Regions from separate parts of the Mus musculus genome. Here region 2 is linked to region 1. Evidence: chromatin contacts called from public HiChIP or PLAC-seq data. All regions are on one chromosome and are shown on one strand. The core of a region is the stretch at or near the end of the contact, and the rest is flanking DNA. Distances in the headings are between cores, read along the strand shown. Region 1 overlaps Ahi1 (Abelson helper integration site 1). Region 2 has its middle 50 kb from the start of Gm20149.

What was found. HiChIP or PLAC-seq counts read pairs in DNA pulled down with a chosen protein or histone mark.
Region 2: a contact with region 1 is called in an H3K4me3 HiChIP or PLAC-seq map of the SCID.adh cell line, with 17 read pairs. The contact joins two enhancer-like sites. A contact is called at or near these places in 3 of 484 Hi-C or Micro-C datasets (the N1E-115 cell line, cardiomyocytes and nephron progenitors) and 5 of 115 datasets of contacts at active chromatin or transcription factors (CD8 T cells, the SCID.adh cell line and embryonic stem cells).

What each region holds. Positions count from the first base shown.
Region 1 is chr10:21,022,942-21,029,953 of GRCm38.p6, reverse strand. All of the region lies in intron 18 of Ahi1 (Abelson helper integration site 1), which reads right to left. Among named protein-coding and RNA genes, the nearest start is that of Gm20149, 18 kb to the left of the region's middle. Within about 2 kb of position 2,928, at least 51 of the 459 cell types and tissues checked have an H3K27ac peak or open chromatin away from gene starts, as enhancers often do. A contact at or near this core is called in the SCID.adh cell line, where this site is marked.
Region 2 is chr10:21,090,559-21,097,570 of GRCm38.p6, reverse strand. No RefSeq gene overlaps it. Among named protein-coding and RNA genes, the nearest start is that of Gm20149, 50 kb to the right of the region's middle. Within about 2 kb of position 4,465, at least 47 of the 459 cell types and tissues checked have an H3K27ac peak or open chromatin away from gene starts, as enhancers often do. A contact at or near this core is called in the SCID.adh cell line, where this site is marked.

The sequences.
Region 1 (7,012 bases), core at 1,679-4,178:
CAGCAACAGAATGCAGACTCTCGTGTCCCACCTACTGTTTAGAAACCCCTCGGACAGACAATAGTTCTCTGGAATGTACACACCACCCAGATTTCTAAACAGCACCATGAAGCAGCTAGGATCATTTAGGAAACGTCATATAATAACCAGCTCTCTTCTCTTCCTGTCCCCACAATGTTCCATGCCAGCTCCTGTTAAGCTCCCTGCTGTTGCACGACCATGACTTCTGTGCCTGCTGGATTCTTCTAGGCTGGGAGAGTCTGGGGGCAGACCGTCATGGTCACTTGGCCATGAGTTGGGCTGAGCCTCTCCATAGAACAGCCCCCTCCATTAGCACAGCCTAGGTATTTGCCTGGACTAATTTTTAGATCTAAGAAAAGTAATTATTTTCTAAACCAAGGAACAGTTTTCATTAGAGTATTTCTGCCAAAAATATAGTGCTTTTGAAACTACTTTCAAAAAAGGTAAGAACTGTTCAAAAGTCATTCTTAGGTTTCCTTCTTATGACAGTGTTTTCAGAGAGAAAGAAGTGCATTGCAATGAGCACATAGCCCACTCGCTGGACACTCCTAACACAGAGCCTCTGACATGACTGTAAAATGCTGACAGTCACCTCATGCACTCCCTTGTCAGTTTCTGAATGTGTCATCACCCTGGCTCTGAGATGGGCAGGCAAGGTGCTGACTAAGAACAACATAAAGAGTGATTCTTTACATTTCATTCAGTTTTCATTCAAGGAAAAAGCTTCCTGAAAATGCACCAAAATTCTGGAAAATACAACTCTACACTTTCTTGATCTTGAGGTCTCTCCTTCCCAGAAGGCCAGACTCCTAAATCTCATCTCCATTTTTAGCTGACGACTTTCAATAAGTGATGGATATTCATTTTCAGAAAACACTACCAGTAACTTTTATGATATCATAGACACTCACTACTCACCCCAAACTGACTAAACCACAAAATGCAAAAGCTCTTAAGTTCTCTCAGGGAAGCCCTGGGACTATTCCAGTACAGATACTCTCTTCAGCCTGAGGAGAGTAAATGAGAAAATGTAGGCAGCTCTCTTCCTCCCAAAGCTCGTAGTAGATACAACTTTTTTTTTTAAGATTTATTTATTTATTATATGTAAGTACACTGTAGCTGTCTTCAGACACTCCAGAAGAGATTCAGTTATCATTATAGATGGTTGTGAGCCACCATGTGGTTGCTGGGATTTGAACTCAGGGCCTTTGGAAGAGCAGTCTTAACCACTGAGCCATCTCTCCAGCCGGTAGATACAACTTAAGATGCTTAAAACCAGGCTTTATCCTGTAATAGATCTAATGAAGAATTACCCTGAGTCACAGGAATTTATAAAGGAAAGAGGAATTATTATTTATGAAAACACTACCAGTAACTTTTATGATATCATAGACACTCACTACTTTAGTTACAGATGCACCCACTCTAAGTCAGGTAGCAAATAAAATACTTAAAAAAAAAACCTTCCCATTTGTAGAATCAGAATGGTTGCTACAAACACTGGTGGGAAATGCTAGCAGTGCCGGCTGCACAAGGCTGGGAGGGGGGAGGGGAGGGGAGGCTCTCACCGCAAAGCATCATGGGAGCTGCGAGCAGTGAACGAGTGGCCTGAGGACAAGGCTGTACTCATTTTCTTTAAAAAAACACGCAGTAAGTTTATTATCAGAAAAGAAAGTAAAGAACAACTTGTCCTAAATTTGAGTACTTTGAAATGAATTCTAATATTAATTTATATGCCTTATTATGTGAAAATATGCGAAGTTGTCAACTTCATTTGAAAACTATAAAGATGGTAAAATGCAATCAATGGTTGAAGAAAGCCTATTAAGACAGTGAAAGTCTTGTTCTCATGTCAACATGACTCAGCCATTTTACCAGAGCCTCCTCTCCTTGCTCCTCTCACCCCGCCTTGAGTGAACCAAAGTCCCCTCTCTTCCTCCCTGGAGGCACAGTGCTAACTCACAGGCACGGAGCACTTTGGCCTGATTGATTATTCAGTCCTCCGCTTCAGCTGATGGAACGGAAGAGGTTTTGCCGCCTAACAGTTTTAGTCAGTACACCTACAAAGCTCTCTTTTGAAATAATACCCATGGATCATTTGAGGAAGAATTCAGACGAGATTCCTGAAGTGTGCGTCATTGAACACAGGGCTTTGTTTCCCTTTCTAAAATGTAGTGGAAAATTAGAGAACTTTACATATTTTTATTTGAAAAGTAAATATTACTTTTCATCTCTAATATAAAAAAGACCACTCAAGGCCATAGCTTATGTACAGACTAAATTCTCTCTGCTAACTGCTACTAGACTCTCATGCTCTGACCTAACTGATAGAAGTAGGAGATAAACACAATTTCTGTGAAAGTTGCTGGCCAAGCTAGCCTCAAACTCCCTCCTGATCTTTAGCTCCGGATCCTCCTGCCTCTGCCTCCGGAGTGTAGAATTTACAAACGCTTTCTTTTAGTAATAGTGTCAGAGTCATGTTGATAAAAGATCCTAAACTCTTAACTAAGGAAGTTTGTAATTAAGAGCATTACTCACATCCAATTAAAGCAACAATCCTTTACCAAATGATTTTCTTGGGATCAGATATAGACTTGAGTAGAAGTAGACAGAAGAGAACTGAAGTCTATACAGTACCCACAGGCCATGCACAGTGTTAAAATTAAGGTTTGAGTTCCTAAGTCACACGAGTGATATTTCATGTACTCAACATTCACATGAGGCTCAGGGGCTACAATAATGGACTGCGCACAACTGGAGCTCAGGAAAGATGACTAGGATAAGTCTAAGACATCAGACAGTCACTGCTACCTGAGTACCAAAGATGCTGGCATATGCAGGGGAAGAAAGAGCAGAGCTGTGGGGGAACAGTCTATTTAAGCCTGTCAGGGACCAGGAAGCATCTAGCATAAGGAAAGAAAGAGGACTGACTCGCAAGATAAGAAAAAACCCAACAGAGTGTGGTGTCCAGGAAACCACGCATTAGGAAGTAACCAGATGTATTCAAAGCTGGTGATCGGTCAAGGAAGATAAGGAGAAGAACTGGCCACTGGCATTAGCAGCTGCGAGGGCCACTGGTAAGCTTGAAAAGAATATATTAGAAATGTTAAACTTTCATACAATGGAAAATGTCTAGGAACATGTAGGGACAGACTTTCCTTTGGAGTGTGTGAGGTCGTTCATGTGGATGTCATCTTTGCTATGATAAAAGCTATGAACCTGTAACCAGCACATCTGGTCGAAGTCAAACTGAAAGAACCCTGGGATAAATAAAGATTCGAAGGTTAGAAAAAAAGCCAAGTAGGCTGAAAGCCCTAAATAACAGGGGTTTGCCCAGCACTTCTCCTGGGGGCAGCCAGGAGAAGCAGAAGCAGTCTCCAAAAGTAACACTGGAAGAGCGAAGGCTGCTAGCGTGCAGCCCCAGCCAGCTGTTCTCACTTTGGCAAGTGTCCTGACATAGTTTTCTTGTTTATCCTAAATATAAACTGCACATTGTTTGTCCTAGCCACAAATGTAAAGTTTTAATAAGTATGCGTGGGCAAATGAATGAGTGAGATTACAGCTGTCCACACATTAGAATAGGTAAGTCATACAACTAGTCCTTCATCTTTAGAAATTTACAACAAATAAAGAAAAGCCATTGGCATGAAGAAAAACACAGAAGCGAATAAAAGCAACCGAAGACAGGAAACCTCCGAACAGAAACTCTGGAAGTCTTAGCAGGATGCAATGCACCCACCCACGGCACAGAACGATGAGAAGTTATCAGAGAGAACCGGGCAACCCATCAGCTGTGAGGCAGAACACAGAACCAGAGAGCTCTGCGGAAGGTTAACAACAGAAAGGCTGGCGGTGTCAAAGGTGAATCTAAAGCCTTCCCAGGAAGACTGGCAGTGAGTCACAGAAGCTCTGAGGACCCCACACCCACTCACAGCAACGTTGTCATGGCAATCAGTGTCCCACTACACAACTGTGAGACAGAACATCTCCTGTCAGATTGGTTGTTATATTTACTTCTGTCACATATGTAGTAGCTCTGTTATACCTGCCCTAGCCTTCCAATTTTACATTTGAACTTCCCATTCAAGATGTTATAGTCTGATAGTTCCACAAATCTCCAGAGTATAAACAGGACAAATCAAGAACTGATTAACACACCAACTAGAAGGCTTTACACATGGTAGGTATCAGAATATCATCAAGTGTGAATTCACTACTCCTCACATAGCCTACTGTTTTGGAACCCTCACCAGAGATGAGCATGGTTTCTAACTCTGTGTGTCACCAGTGTCCTCAGCGAGAGCACTGTGGACAATTCAGGTAGGTTAGCTATTTGGAGTGGCAGGGATGCTGTCATGCTTTGCGGAATGTTTCATAGTGTCCTGCACGTCTATCCCTGATGCTGATATAGCATCCCCCAAATCTCCAGGTATCTTTAAATGTCCTGGGGCAAGATAATTCACCTCCAGCTGGGAGTCACTAGTATTTAGTTTTCTAGTCTTTTTTCTCTGTCTTGGCAGAGAATTTCAAGCAGAATTCTAAGATGATATGTGATAAAAATAAATATTGCAATTATGTATACTTATAAAAAATTGAATTCACACTTTGGTTATGTAGGGTTACAAAGTTTTCATATTCATTAGTCATCAGATCTTATTTAAAGTTTTCCTACAGCTTAAAGTTTTCAGTTATATGCTTTTATTTTTCACTGGTTGTATACCACTGGGCAAATGCTGCAATATACTTTGAAGGTTTTTGAAGAGAAGAAACACTACCATACAAAGAAGTGGCTAAGAGATAAGAATTTAGAGTAAATTTCCTACTTTGAACAGATGGGGGGAGGTTTAAAGTTGTAAGGCTGAAACCATATGTACCTTAAAATATTGAATAAAATGACTTTTCTTAGAACATAATCGGCTAGGAAACAATGGGCAGACCCACCACTCATTTGAATCTGCTGATTAGATAAGAAAGGTTTGCATTCATGATCTATCCTCTGGAAACACTGGGATGAATTTAATAATCATGGGGATTACCATGCATAGGTTGGAAAAATGTTATTAAAAACTAAGAAATGACATATACAATATATTACAAATTATCAGCAGAGTTAAAATAATTAATGAATTATAATACCATTATTAAAATTAATTACTATAATAAATGGAGGCTAAATCTGAATACTTAACTAGTAGATTAACATCAATCGCTGGTTACTTACTTAAATGTTCTCCTGGGAAGTGAAACAGTAACTCACACTCTTAATGTACAACAGCTCAAACTCAAGTTTTAGAGATTCCAAATACAAAGGAAAACCTAACAAGTGAAGTCTCAGGATTTGGGGAAGGAAATACAAACTATGACCCATTGAAGGACAATCCAAGCAACAAATATCCAAGCATGACCAGAGAACTCCGAGTACGAAATCCGTCATTCTCAGTTCTCTCGTGCTGACTGCTGATCAGAAACAGGAAAAGAACGGTGTGGACAGCAGCTTCGGAAGGGATTCTTCATCTCTGCTGGACTTGAGAGATGACAGAATCTAATCTAATTAAATTCATTTAATTAGATGAGATGGCATGACCAGCTGTCTAACACATGCATTTATTCATCCTGACCTCATTTTTATAACTTAAAAAATACTGCTAATTATTTATGAGCTACTATTGTTGTATTAATGCTAAAAAATTAAAACAGTACTCCCTACATTTTATCAATCATTTTATAATTGATTTCACCTTGCATGCTACCATAACAGATCTCTAGAATCATCATTGAGCAGCAAGAAAACCAGGCTTGCTAGCCTCTACTAACTGTATGAACGTCTTCACAGGCTGTCCCTGCTCCTCAAATTTAAAGCTCTTCTCTTTTAGTATGCACTAACTTAAAAAAAAAAAAAAACACCTCAGTTCAAAAATCACTGAATATTTAAATATTTCTTGTCTTTTTCTATCAACAACAAAACCTGCTGATTCTCTGAGGGTAAGCTCCAAAATCTAATTATTTTAATAATTAAAGGAGACTCAAACCCAGGGCCCCAAGCACGCCAACCGCACCAGACACGCACGGTCAGCTACCAAGTCACCCCAGATTTTTAGTTTTTTTTTTTTAATAATTGCAACATTTATTATTATTTATCCTTTTATTGATTGTGTGTGAATTTCTCATCATGCACCCAACCCCACTCATCTCTCTGTCCACTGATATCTGCTCTCCACCCTTGCAACTCGCCCCCCAAAACCAAAACTAAAACCAAAGAAACTGCACTATCCGACAGTACATCCTTTTGTCCTCATATCTTTCCTTGCAAATGTTTATTGCAGTGAGTCACTGGTCTGGTTCGAGGCCTCTGGCTTCTGCTACACTATCAATACTGGATCCCTACCAGCCTCCTCTCTGATATCTTGTTGCTCTGAGTCATGGAGATCCTGCGGCTTTGGAGGTGCAGGACCAGTTTCTTCACGCAGTGCATAGATGGGGTAGATAATGGCATGGGGCCAACTCAAAGCCCTGGATCTGGGCTTGGGTGGTATCGAGGCTGGTCAGCTCACCAGTTCTTCCACACCCACACAACCAGAGCCAGCTCTCCAGCACTGCCTGGACTATCACCCAATGCCAAAGCCAACAATGGGCAGGCAGGGCCAGCTCTCCTGCCAAAGCCAACAATGGGTAGGCAGGGCCAGCTCTCCCGCTCTCATACCCTCAGGCTGGCCCACCTGCACCCACACCACTAGGGCAGCTCTATTCTGCTGCCCAGGACAGGTGCAGGGCAAGCTCTCCTGAGTGCTGTGGCCAGCAAAGGGGAGGCATCTCTCCCTTGCCCACACCACCACATTGCAGGCTAGGGAGCTTTAGATTTTCATCTCAGCAAGCAGCACCATCATACTGTTTGGCTAACTGCAAACTGATTAGAAGGTAAAATAGTTTAGTGACTTACTGAGCAATAAAGGCAGGATTAATCCCTAATCTGAAACGGTCTCTTCTACATAGC
Region 2 (7,012 bases), core at 3,216-5,715, 66 kb before region 1:
CAACAGAATGGGTAAGACCTAATTTGAACACTTAGTAATAAAAGCAGGAGACAGGGCTACTGTACAGTTTTAGTACGCCATGGAAGAAAAAAAAAAAACAACAACAAAGCAAAACAAAACCAACTAGGCTTGCCTTACTGACTTGGCAATGTTCAGCCATTGAAGAATTTTTTTTGTTTTTTGGTTTTTTTTTTTTTTTTTTGGTTTTTCGAGACAGGGTTTCTCTGTATAGCCCTGGATGTCCTGGAACTCACTCTGTAGACCAGGCTGGCCTCGAACTCAGAGATCCACCTGCCTCTGCCTCCTGAGTGCTGGGATTAAAGGCGTGCGCCACCATGCCCGGCTTGAAGAATTATTTTAAAAGCTCTCTGTCAAAAGAAGAAAACCAATCCATAGTCCTTTGGGATCCCACCTACAATTTTTATATGAGAAAATTAAGTTTAAAAAAGTGTGGGTCTGAGGAGGAAAGAAAGAAGGAATGGCACGGCTCGACCTGGGGCCTCGGACAGCACAGCACTGGGTTGCTTCAGGTTGTGGGTAAAATGGCTAAGTAGTAAATAGTCCCGATTTTGGGGAGTAAAAGTGCCAGGCAGATATTCACATAATGAGGCTAAGCATTGGTCCCCTCACAACTTCCTAACAAATTCTTAACACTTTATGGCAATATCAATCAACTTTATAATATTTTCATAAGTCACAAAATACTGTTTTTTTTTTATTTTCATCAATCATTTAGATTTCTTCAATCAAGTGTCACACAGAAAACCAGGTCATATCCTGAATCAAGCCTGTGTGACATAGGTTGGTGACCTCTGCCGCAGAATGTTTCTGGATTATCTTAGGGTTCTTCAGTCCTGAATGGTCCAAGTCCAGTTGATCTGCCTTGTTGGCACCTGCTAAGATGTGGTCCCTGTCATTGTAGTGTTGAGGACTGGTCTGAGGTTGGCAAGTGATTAGGTCTTGAGGTACCACTGTCAGAAACTGATCAATGCTTTCCTCAAGAGACAAGTCCCTACTCTCAGGACGCCTGGCTAGTTACTGTGGGAGCAGGAGATAAACAGGGTCACCTGTGACATTTTCTGTCTCTCACGTGTATCCGGTGACCTCCTGTGTTCCTGCCATGCTATGATGTAGCTGGGGCTACTCACCAGAAATTGGAACCATAAATCCAAATTAACTTCTTTCCTTTATAAGGTACTAATTCTCAGGCCTTGTGTTACAGTTAGAGAAAACAGACTAAAGCATTCTCCAAGCAGGTTATAATTATACTGGGAGAACCATAGAGCAAGAGGACATGATAGACTCAGGGCTGTTCTACAGAATACATCTGGATCCCGTTGCAGTGGACAGACAGATGCCTTAGTTCAAGGGGATATTGAGTTTCAGGGGCGGTGACCACAAAATACTGTGAACCGAGTGGTTTACAAATATTAAAAATTTTATTGCTAATTATTCTAAGGGCTGAGAAGTGGGAAATCAAGGATCCTGTCCATATGCCAGTCGTTGAGAGCATCGAGTGCACAGAGGTGCCTTTGCTGAGATGTACCTGTTGTGGTCTAACCTGGAGCTTTGAGTTGGTGGTAGTTTGGGAACCTGGGAAGGCATCTGCTCTCCACAAAAGCTGTTCGGGGAGCTCCCCCCCCCATTGTTTTCTCCTTGCTCTTCCAGACTCTAATTCCTCTCAGCGTTTCCACTTGTCTATAGTTTGTTAGCTTGACCCAGAACACACAGCCTGGGAACTAGAGAGGTCACCAGCGGCTAAGGCGGGAGGAAAGCCTAACGAGCCGAGAGCATGCCAGGTTTGTACCGTATGATTATCCGGTCTTGCTGTAACCTGCTGGCTTTGAAACCACACACCGCACAGAAGGATCGCTCGCTCGGTTCCAACCCCAAAAGATGGGGACAGTTTCCCAGAAAACATGACTCAGTTCTCGGCCCATCTCCACCAACACGGAGCCGATTCCATTTCCCTTCCCACTAAAACTGCTGTTTGCCCTGCTGATGGTAATTGCCAGGCTTGGCAAATAGAAGTTCAGGGCAGCCAGACAAGTTTGAATTTTGTTAGAGATACTGAATTTTTTTTTTTTTGGACAGCCTCTCACTGTAGCTCTAGCGGGCCTGGAATGTGCTCTGTCGACCAGGCTGGCCTCAAACTCACAGAGATCAGCCTACCTTTGGTTCTTTTTCTAGGACCAAAGGCGTTCCCCTCCACTCCCAACCTCATCACAGATTCTTTGCTATAGCAGTGTGACAAATGCTATATGTTCCCAATGCTACATGGGAAATAACCTGAGATTCAGTATGATTGGCAGTCTTATACTTGATATGGGTGGCAGTCCTACTTATCAAGAGAACCCACTCCCTCCAAAGGCCTCTCTATTTGATGTTCCTCATCTGGACTCCAGCCTGAACTCTGCACACCTCCTTCTGGGAGCCACTGCAACTCCAGTCCCCACATATGACTTCATCTCATTTCTGTGTGCACAGGCATCCTTGCCTGTGGAGGTAGAAGCTTGCTCTCTGAGTCACACAACCCACTATGTCCTAGCTCTTTCTCCCTGACATACAAAAGTCCTGCATCTAGTTTTTGTTCTTTAAGACATGATCTCCGCTGGGATCTTGGACCACCACGTCAAGCCTCTTGTACATTTCTTTGAAAAACAAAGCTTGGTTCCCCCTAGTCACCACGGTGAAAAAAACCCAGGACAGTAAAGGTCCCAGGAGAGTCAGACAAGATTCAGGGCAGAGTCCTTCAGTGTCTCCTACAGATCGGAGGATTCAGTAGTTAGCTAACTGTATGAAGTGCCTAGAAGCTACTCCCAGCTCTGTGTTAACCTGTTCAACTCCGAGTAGCAGCTTTTACATTGTGTCTTGTTTCCTTGGAGGCAGTTAATCTGTGGGGCAGCCAGCTTAAAAAGAAATGACCAACTGTCAGGAAGACAACCCATGGAGCGATCATGAAGAACTCCTAGCTGCCCTTTGCTTCTGCTGCTCGCGAGGCCTATTCCTTCTCCACTACCTGCATGGGGACAGTCCTTTGCTTTTAACCTTGAAGGTCTGATCTCTTAGATCCCTTCCATTCCTAGCCATGCACCAGTCAGCACTGGATTTTTCTTCCTGTTTGAAGTGAGGTCCCACCGTTTGCCTTGATAATGGCCGTAATGCTGTAGTGAAACATCCCAAGATGCGCTGGTCTTTGGTGGACTCTCACAGCACAGGCAAGGTTAGAGGTTAAAGGTTGCCACTGGTCCCTGTTCTTTCTCCCCTGCCCATGAGGGCATGCCATTTTGAGTTCTTCAATAAGCTGTCAATTCATCCAGCTCTAGGCCGCTGTCTGGCTCGATGCTTATTGGTTTAACAGTGCCGATGCATAGGATTCTACAGTCAGAGTGGCCTAAGCAACAGCTAAATATTGTTTTCTTGCTGTTCTGGGAACTAGATGTTCAAGGTCAAGGCGTCAGTAGCTCTGTTATGAGACCTCTCTGCTGTCGGGCTGTGTCTTCAAGTTTTTTCCCCCCTCTGTGCATGTGTGTTCCTATTTCCTCTGCATGAAAGACCAGTAGAGCCAAGTGGTGGCACACACCTTTGATCCCAGGATTTGGGAGGCAGAGGCAGTTGGCCTGTTAGTTCGAGGCCAGCCTGGTCTACAGAGTGAATTCCAGGACAGCTGGAGCTACACAGAGAAACCGTGTCTTGCAACAAAACAAAGAATACTAGAGATGTGGATTCACACCCACTCTGATAGCCTAACTTTAAATTTCCACCTTGTTGGACCTATCTTAAACATAGGGCTTCACCAAATGAATCTCAGGGAGTCCCCAGTCAGCCTGTAACAATCACAGCATGTCTGAACTCATATTTAGTGACAGCATATGCAGACAATAATAACTGGTAAGGCGCATGCCTGGGATTTGTATACTTATTTTTCGGTTGACGATTGTGTGGTGAGAAGTACTATGGCCAGATATAAGATTTGTACCCACAGAGGCAATGGCGTATGGCGAGTGCACAAGTCACCAGAAGCCACAGAGCCTAAGTGTCCTGTCTGAGGGCAGCCCTGATGTTCTCCAGGCTCTGCCCTCTGGACTCCCTTTCAGCACAACCACCATTTCTTTCAAGGCACAAGTCACCCCTTGCCTTTCTTTGTCTTGCTTCCTTTCTCTCCTCTAAGCAGAGAATTTAAAAAGAGCACCCACCAAAGATCTGCTCCTGGGGAGACCATGGGAGACTCAATAGCTTAACCACTCTTTTTCTGAGCTCTGCTCTATCAGTCGTTCAGGAAAGGGAAGAAGAAGAAAAAAAAGAAAGAAAGAAAGCCAAATACTTTGATCCCTGGGGAGGTGAAGCGGAAGTTGATCTTCACCATTAAGGTTTTTTATAGATAGCAAAGTCCATGCTCCCACCTGCACCCAAAGCACACAGGCAGCTGGCAGAACAAAGCGCCAGGGGAAAGGAGCTGACCAGAATCTCTTAAATTGCAGGGGTACAGGTGCAGCTTGTTTTTTGTCCCCGGTGCAGGCACCAGTGATTGACAATGTTTTACCCGGCAGACTTAACCCTTTCTTCTCCTCCAGGCTCCATAGTAAAGCCCTGTGCTTCAGAAAGAGTTCCTTCCCACTTGAGGTCTCAGAAAAGACTCCTTCGAGGTGGATCAGAGCAGGGTGTCACGCCAGTGTTAGCCGCCACGAGTGAAGATAACGATGAGGACGAATGTTGAACACGCTGATCAGGCCGCTGTACTTCTTTTTAGTTAAGAGACACCTACGTAAGCTAGAACTGTGGGCCACGACCTGGTGCTTGATGTGCCTGACTCTACTGACCTAGAAATCTGACTCCTCTGCACCGCAGCTGTTCCCCTCACCATCAAACAAGTTACTTTGCAGGCTAAGCCCTAGCAGAGAGGAGCCACAACCGCGAAGCCAGCTTTGGAACATGTCCCAGAGCATGCTGGGATGTCTCAGTGGCTCCGAAGTTTGCTTGTGTCCCCTGCAAGGCTCCAGGTGTACTTTCCTGGGATTGCACTTCAGAGTTGAGTATGGAGACATGGGTACTTGTGAGTCTTCCATATAAGGGCCAAATGTATGTGGAGTCTAGGTGGATAGGTCATCTGCAGAGTACTGTCCTGGGCATCCTGAAGGGATGCTTGAGGTAGTCAGAGTGGGATCAAGCAGAGGGGTAAAATAAGGGCAAGCTCAGTGTTAGACAAACTCATAAGCCAAAGCTGTGAACTCTCCAACGCCTTAAAAGTTAAACACTGGAAAAGGTCCAAATGCATAGGTGGAATTGCTTCCTAAACATTGAGCCTTCTACTAAGAGAAGTGGGATGGACTGTGGATACATGCTGATACTAGAGAAAGGCCCCAGAGCTGGGCAGGGCACGCGATAACCCCAGACCTTCTGGGCTTTGAGCTCAGGAAAGTGGCTTGTTAGTGAGCTGTTAGGATTACAGATGTTTTCACGGCTGGGTAGGTACATTATAAAACGTCCCTTAGCACAAAATGAACACTCTTGGTTTTAACTCCGGGACGCTCTCACAGCCACACAGAGCATGACCTCTACCCGTTCCCTGTTGCAGCCATGCGGTGAGAATCTGACTTCTGACACGTCTTTTGAGGGTCTTGATCAACTTGCAGCGATCACGTTTGCCCAGCGAGCTACCCTTCTGTGTCCTTGGTCTTAATTTAGCCTTTGAAAAGAGCCTATATTGAGCCAGGTGGGAGATACTTGTCTGGATGATCTATAGACTAAAACAATTAAGGGAAACTTGTGGCTATCTACGCCATTCCGTAAGTCAAACCTTTAGAAACGAGACCTAATGCGGTTCTGTGGGCCCAAAGCTGCTGAGTGAAAAACACAACTTTGAATTTTCATTAATCATTTTGATCTTAGACATAGATAAGAGCTGCTAGTGATTGTTCGTGAAAATCAAATACCGAGACTGGGCGGTGCCGTGGGACAATCTAATGAGGCAAGGCCCCACAAGGATACAGGCTCAATAGGCTCTTAAGCAGCCTGTGGGGAGAGATGCCTCTCAGAGACACCCCGGCCCTGGTGGGTGAGCACACCTCCTGGAGTATATCCCCTAGACTAGGCTTCTGCTTCAAAAGATGTCACCATTGTAATATGGAAGCTTTGGCTTTGACAGCGCAGAGGCACACACACACACACACACACACACACACACACACTCACACTCTCGGCTATTCCAAGAAGGAGAGAGAGACTAAATCCCCACCCTCATACTGAGAGATCTACACACCAGGGTGATAGCAATTCTCTAGACTTTGGATATTCTTGACCTTGGGAAAACTTTTTTTTTTTTGAGTTTGTAAAGGTAATTACCATTATTTACAGTACTGAAGGCAAAGCCCCACCCTGGGCTTCAGGCCAGGGGAATCTCAAAGTAAGAAGAGGGTGGTGGGGTGAGCCAAGTCCAAGACAAAAGCACAATTATGCTTCCCTAAAGCTTACTCTGTTGGGGGTGGTTAGAGGAACACCCACACCAGGGGAGGTGTGTGCAGGGAGGGGCGACCTTTGAAGTTCTGCATAAATCTTGAATGGGGTCCCTCTACACTGGGAATAAGGTATTCCATGCTCTCCACCCTGGCTCTCTAACTGGGCTGAGCCATAAGGAAATGGACTTCTTACTTGATTTGCCAGTTGTTGAAAACCGAGCTTCAAATCAAAGAATTTTGGAAGAATTAAGACAATGGGAAGTGTTCAGGAGCTTGGTACGAAGGTTTCTTAATTTCTCCACAGAAAGGAAGGCCAAGTGAGACCCCACCTCCCCTTTTACTTTTTAATGTCTGCTTCACTTTTGAACTTATTTTTCTTTTTTGGTTCGGGTCAGAGAGATCTGGGGGAAAGAGCTAAGCCATGTTTGTGGCGGGGAGTAACCTTCACCGTCTCCGCACCACAAGCATCTTGTGAGGGCAGTCAGTGACACGGGTACTGGCAGCACCTGGGGTGCAGGGACAGGAGCTCCTTACCGAGAGCCCAAGTGTGTGGATTC